Linked DNA regions of Hordeum vulgare: region 1 is linked to region 2. Evidence: chromatin contacts called from public Hi-C data. All regions are on one chromosome and are shown on one strand. The core of a region is the stretch at or near the end of the contact, and the rest is flanking DNA. Distances in the headings are between cores, read along the strand shown. Region 1 holds the start of LOC123445301 (protein CANDIDATE G-PROTEIN COUPLED RECEPTOR 7-like). Region 2 holds the start of LOC123445262 (SAC3 family protein A).

Region 1 (2,788 bases), core at 128-2,627, 67 kb before region 2:
CCACATCTCTATGTACTCATGCCCGCTTAACAAACTCAAACGGGTTGACATCATCATCTGCATCACAATCAGGATAGACAACTTGAATAGGAATATGTGCTTCCTCTCCTCTTCCAAACTCTCCTTCTGCGTGAACTTCTCCATGCTCTGCTTCTGCCTCACCTTCTCCGTGCTCTGCTTCTGCATTCTCTCCATTGCTATGCACTCTCCTTGTTGGGCTGAAAACTTGAGGCAAACTAGCTCTTGGATGATTCACAACATCATCCTCGCTAAGGTTAGCTCTGAAGCTATCATCATGATCCAAATAAAGACTGAAAAAGTGGTGTCCAATATCAACAAACATGAGCATTTTGCCAGCCCGTTCATCATCAGCTATTGCCCTGAGACCATTTGTGCTAAGTGTAAGGATAGGGACACAATAAAAAACCTTAAGCCTCCCTGCCATCTCATAACCTATTTCTTCCACAAGATTTTCAATCATTATAGGTGACCAGGTGACCCTTTCCACTTGATCATACAAAATGGCACGACCATTCACATAAGAACGGTTCTTGCCATGGCCAAGAAAAAACCCACCATGGTTGATCTCCATCGGAAAATTGCTGCTTCGACGACCTCAGACAACAACAAAAGCACTACATGCATCACAATCTCTTTATTTAACTCTAAAAAAGCCTAAGCCCCAATTCCCTTAACCCCTAAATTCTGACTAAAAACCCTAGAACAACCGGTCCAATCTTGCAACTACAACACATCTTAGATGAAAATGCGGTCCTAAAAGGAGGTTCTTTGACGACCAAAACGCACAAACCTTACGAGAAGAACAGGGGCAGATACTTACTGTAGACACGGGGTGACGCCCCTTCTGCACCACGAACACGGGCCATCGCCGACGCCTCACACAAGAAGAACACGCGCGGCGGCGCCACCTATGCATTCGCGGAGGACATCCGCGCCTCAGCTTGCGTGCACCGTCGACGATCGTTGGGGGCGGCGTCGCTTATGGAGCCGCTCCCCTATTTCCAATCGAACACGAAGAGGCGACGTGAGTGGAGCAGGGATGAATGGGTGGATTCCATGATGGTCACGGGGCTCGACGCAAAAAAAACGACGACCACGCCTCCGCGGTTCGCCACCTGGCCTCGAGCCGGTCAACACGTGTTCAACCGCGTTGTACCCACCGTATATGTGCTACAGTGACCGTATTTTTTCGTTAAATCGTATCCGATGACCGTAATGAACGTATTGCTAGGCTCAGTAACCGTATTGTACTTTTGTGTAACTATAGAGACCATGAGTGTATTTTTTTTCCTGACAGCCCTTTCACACCCCGAAGTGTACAAAAACGGGAGTGGAAACTTTCCCGTCGCACCGTCTGCTAGGACTGCACAAGTCAACCTCCTACCGAACAGTCACCAATCGCGAGGCACATCCGAGCCCCGCTCTTCCGCCACATAAGACGGCCGTGCTCCACCCACCGCCCACGCGCACACCGACACACTCCCACGCGCTCCGCCCCGCACAGGCGACAGATCTCGCCATGGCCACCGCCGGAGCTCGCCTCCTGCTGCTGCTGCTCGCCGCCGCGGGGTCCCTCCTCCTCGCCTCCCCCGCCGCGGCGGAGATCAGGGCGGAGTCCTTCCGGGAGGACCCGCGCCACACCATCCTGTTCGAGAAGTTCGGCTTCTCCAAGACCGGCGCGGTCCGCATCATCCTCTCCGGCGCCGCCGTCTCCTCCTCCTTCGCGCGGGCGGACCCCAAGCAGATCGGGTTCTTCCTCCTCGCCGACGAGTCCCTCCTGCAGGCCGCCTCCGAGCCGCGGGCGCCGGCGGAGAAGCGCGCGGCGGAGCCGGAGGACCCCAGCGGCGCCGACGAGCCCGACCTCTCCGGGTGCGTCCTCTCCAGCCCCTACGTCAAGAAGCTCTTCACCTTCCACGACATGGAGGGCGGGCACTACAACAAGTCCTTCCCGGTCACCCACCCCGACGAGTACAGCCTCTACTTCGCCAACTGCGCGCCGGAGTCGCTCGTCTCCATGAACGTCCGCACCGAGATGTACAACGCCAACCCGGACGGCTCCAAGGACTACCTCCCCGTCGGCCAGGCGCCCGTCCCGGCCATCTACGGCTTCTTCGCCTTCGGCTACGCCGCGTTCCTCGCCGGATGGGCCTACCTCACGCTCTCCCGCGACCGCGTGGCGGCCAACCAAATCCACCACCTCATGTCCGCGCTCCTCGTCGCGCGCCTGCTCTACTGCCTCTCGGCCGCCGAGGACCAGCACTACATCCGCGTCACCGGGACGCCGCACGGCTGGGACGTGGCCTTCTACCTCTTCCAGCTCATCAAGGGCGTCATCCTCTTCGCGGTCATCGTGCTGGTCGGCACGGGGTGGTCCTTCCTCAGGCCATTCCTGCAGGACCGGGAGAAGAAGGTGCTCATGGTGGTGATCCCGCTGCAGGTCATGGCCAACATCGCCGACGCGGTCATTGGGGAGACCGGGCCGTTCATGCAGAGCTGGGTGACATGGAACCAGATCTTGCTGTTCGTCGACGTCGCCTGCTGCTGCGCGGTGCTCTTCCCGGTCGTCTGGTCCATGCGGTCGCTCCGGGAGACGTCCAAGACCGACGGCAAGGCGGCGCGGAACCTGTCCAAGCTCACTCTGTTCCGGCAGTTCTACACCGTGGTGATTGGGTACTTGTACTTCACCAGGATCGTGGTGTTTGCGCTCAGGACCATTGCCAGTTACAAGTACCGGTGGGTGAGCATCCTGGCCGAGGAAGTGGCTTCA
Region 2 (2,700 bases), core at 110-2,609:
AGTAAGAGGCTGATAAGCTGCACCTGGATGTTGGTTTGCCCCTCCTTGCTGTGCAGAACAACTATTTGTTGCTTGTGGGTAGTTATAGTAATAATTTGCATATTCTGCAGGATTGTAGCCCTGCTGAAGTGAACTTGCGTAAGGCACATGAGAATGACTTGCATTTGTCAAGCCCATAGTCGACTGTACAGCAGGAGGTGCACTGCTTGCCACATTTTGATTATCTCCTGAAACAGATACATCCCTCTGTGGGTCATAGTATACTGCATCTTGGCTTTGATTGGCTACTGGATAGTTCCACGAAGCTGCTGCTGCTGCTGCCCCAGTTGAAGAGGACCATGAATGATCCCCAGAAACAAAAGGCGGGTAAGCAGGCTGGTTTGTCTGGCCCGTGCCGCTAACCTGCCATTAGCAAAGGAAAATCATCATCATCATTCTGATAGATTCAAAAGGGTCATCCTCAGTGTGGCGCTAATCATCTATAAAGGCCAGTTCAGTTTGCAGGGGGTATAAAATGTTTTAGTTCTGCATCGCAGCATTAGTGAAATTCGTAAACGCTAGAATGGTCTACTAGGCTTCCATAAGATTCAGTAGTACCGCACTACGACGCCCTTATAAACTGCAGCAGGGGCGTAGAATATTATCGTATCTCACACCTAAGATAATGGGGGAAATTGCAACGAAACACGACAAAACAACACTCGCATGAATTACTCAGTCAGCTAAGAACTCTAATTTCCCAAGCACATGCCCAGGTTAGCTCGAGTACTAAAACTACACCTTATGCCCGGAATCAACTGCACAGCGTATCATCACAAGGCTGAACCCCCAACAACTGCAGTGAATACCACAGCTTAATAATAATTACGAATTGGTTACCTCCCGATTACGCCGGACCAATAACAAACATTTTTTCCTGAAAATAATAAAATAAAAATCAACAGGCGAGTCACGTGGCGTACCTCGACGCGCGCGGCGTCGGATCCAGCGGCCGGCGCAGCTCCGTGGCTGGCCATCGTCCCCGAGCCCGAACCCTAGCGGCGACAAGGCCGGCCGATTCGGCCCAACCGGAGACGACGAGTGGGTGGGTGGGTGGGGGAAATCGGCGGCGGACGAATCGAATTCGGAAGAAAAAAAAACACACGGGGAGATCGGGTCAACGGGTTGGTTCGGCGGGGCGGATTCAGGAGGAAATCGAGTGGTCCGGATTCAGGGGAGATTTTCCGGGGGCGGAGGCGGCGATGCAGAAAGCGAGGGTGGGAGAGGGGTGAGGGTGCGGAAAGCGAGATGCGGGAGAAAGGAGCAGCCCCTTTTCGGATGCGTTGCGTTGCGGCTTGGTTGGGTGTCGTCGTAACGAGTTCGTCGGAGACAGAAGGGAGCGTGCCGGAGACGGAATGAATAACTACCGCGGCGCTTGCGTTGCGTGTACGGGCCGTGGGCCTTGGATGGGCCCGCAGACTGTTCTATTTGAGCCCAGCTACTATTAGCAACCTGGCCTTTTTCGTTGAAAAAAAAAAACAGATCTCCAGGGATTCAGACTTTCAGAGAGCTGTGGGGGGATTCAGAGAGCGGTAGGAGTAAATCACAACATCTCAACGAACTCGGAGCATTTGCTCGCACGGGCAGGAAGACGGTACATTCGATTCCACAACTGGGCTCATGGAGCTACGGGCTCACTAGAGGAATTGTGCGATGGGCTAATGGGAGAACAGGTAGTAACATTGCTCCGGATACGACTGCTACTGAACAAAAGACATGGCTGTTTCTTCGCGCCTGCGGCCACGGCGGGGCAGAGTTGTTGGCCGACGGCGGTGCGGACTGCGGACGGCGAGGAGGCGACGGGCTGCGGGCGCAGATGGACGCCTAGGCCTAGCCGCCGAATCCGTAGAGGGTGCGTCCCTGGCGCTTGAGCGCGTAGACGACGTCCATGGCGGTGACGGTCTTGCGGCGGGCGTGCTCGGTGTAGGTGACGGCGTCGCGGATGACGTTCTCGAGGAAGATCTTGAGGACGCCGCGGGTCTCCTCGTAGATGAGCCCCGAGATGCGCTTCACGCCGCCCCTCCTCGCCAGGCGACGGATGGCCGGCTTGGTGATGCCCTGGATGTTGTCGCGCAGCACCTTCCGGTGGCGCTTGGCGCCGCCCTTGCCGAGACCCTTGCCTCCCTTGCCGCGCCCGGACATGGCTGACGATCTCTCCCTGGTTCCAGCTGCGAGCGGGTGTGGAACTGGGACGAGCGGCGGTGGTGGCGTGATTTGGGGGAAGCGGGGACGGGGGGTTAAAAGGGGCGGGAGGAAGGCGCGGACCGCGGAATTGGGAAGGTCGAGACCGCGATCCGGGCATGGTTGCCGCGGATCAGTGACGTGCCCGGTAGATTGGCGGGGTGCATCTGAAATTTCGTTCCGTGAGGCGCGCCAGCTTGAAACTTTTTGGCCACCGGCGCCATGTTTGTGCGTTTCCGTCGTGCAGGTGCGCGCAACGGCGCCAGCAAGAAATGGCAACGGAGCGACTTGCTCTTAGCAGCAGATTGTCCCCTCCGTATCAAATACTAAAAGATACAGAAAAATTTGCTATCCATGATGATAGGTACACATGGACCAAATTTATATCTCTAATTATTTTAGTAAATTATTTTGTACTATAAAATATAATTCTATAGTCAAAATATCATGACTTTAAACCAGTCGAGCTAGCAAACAGGC

The links. A called contact is a pair of places that touch in the nucleus more often than the background predicts.
Region 1: a Hi-C map of seedling shows a contact between it and region 2, with 2.3 times the contacts expected there. The contact joins the promoter of LOC123445301 here to the promoter of LOC123445262 in region 2. A contact is called at or near these places in 1 of 6 Hi-C or Micro-C datasets (seedling) and 1 of 1 datasets of contacts at active chromatin or transcription factors (embryo).

The regions. Positions count from the first base shown.
Region 1 is chr1H:460,626,246-460,629,033 of MorexV3_pseudomolecules_assembly, reverse strand. It overlaps LOC123445301 (protein CANDIDATE G-PROTEIN COUPLED RECEPTOR 7-like), which reads left to right and starts at 1,377. Exons shown (of 1, transcript XM_045122265.1): 1 at 1,377-2,788. The coding sequence starts at 1,541.
Region 2 is chr1H:460,559,707-460,562,406 of MorexV3_pseudomolecules_assembly, reverse strand. LOC123445262 (SAC3 family protein A) reads right to left here and starts at 1,359. Exons shown (of 14, transcript XM_045122236.1): 1 at 963-1,359; 2 at 1-402. The coding sequence starts at 1,016. It overlaps LOC123445279 (histone H4), which reads right to left and starts at 2,245. Exons shown (of 1, transcript XM_045122246.1): 1 at 1,622-2,245. The coding sequence starts at 2,181. The coding sequence ends at 1,870.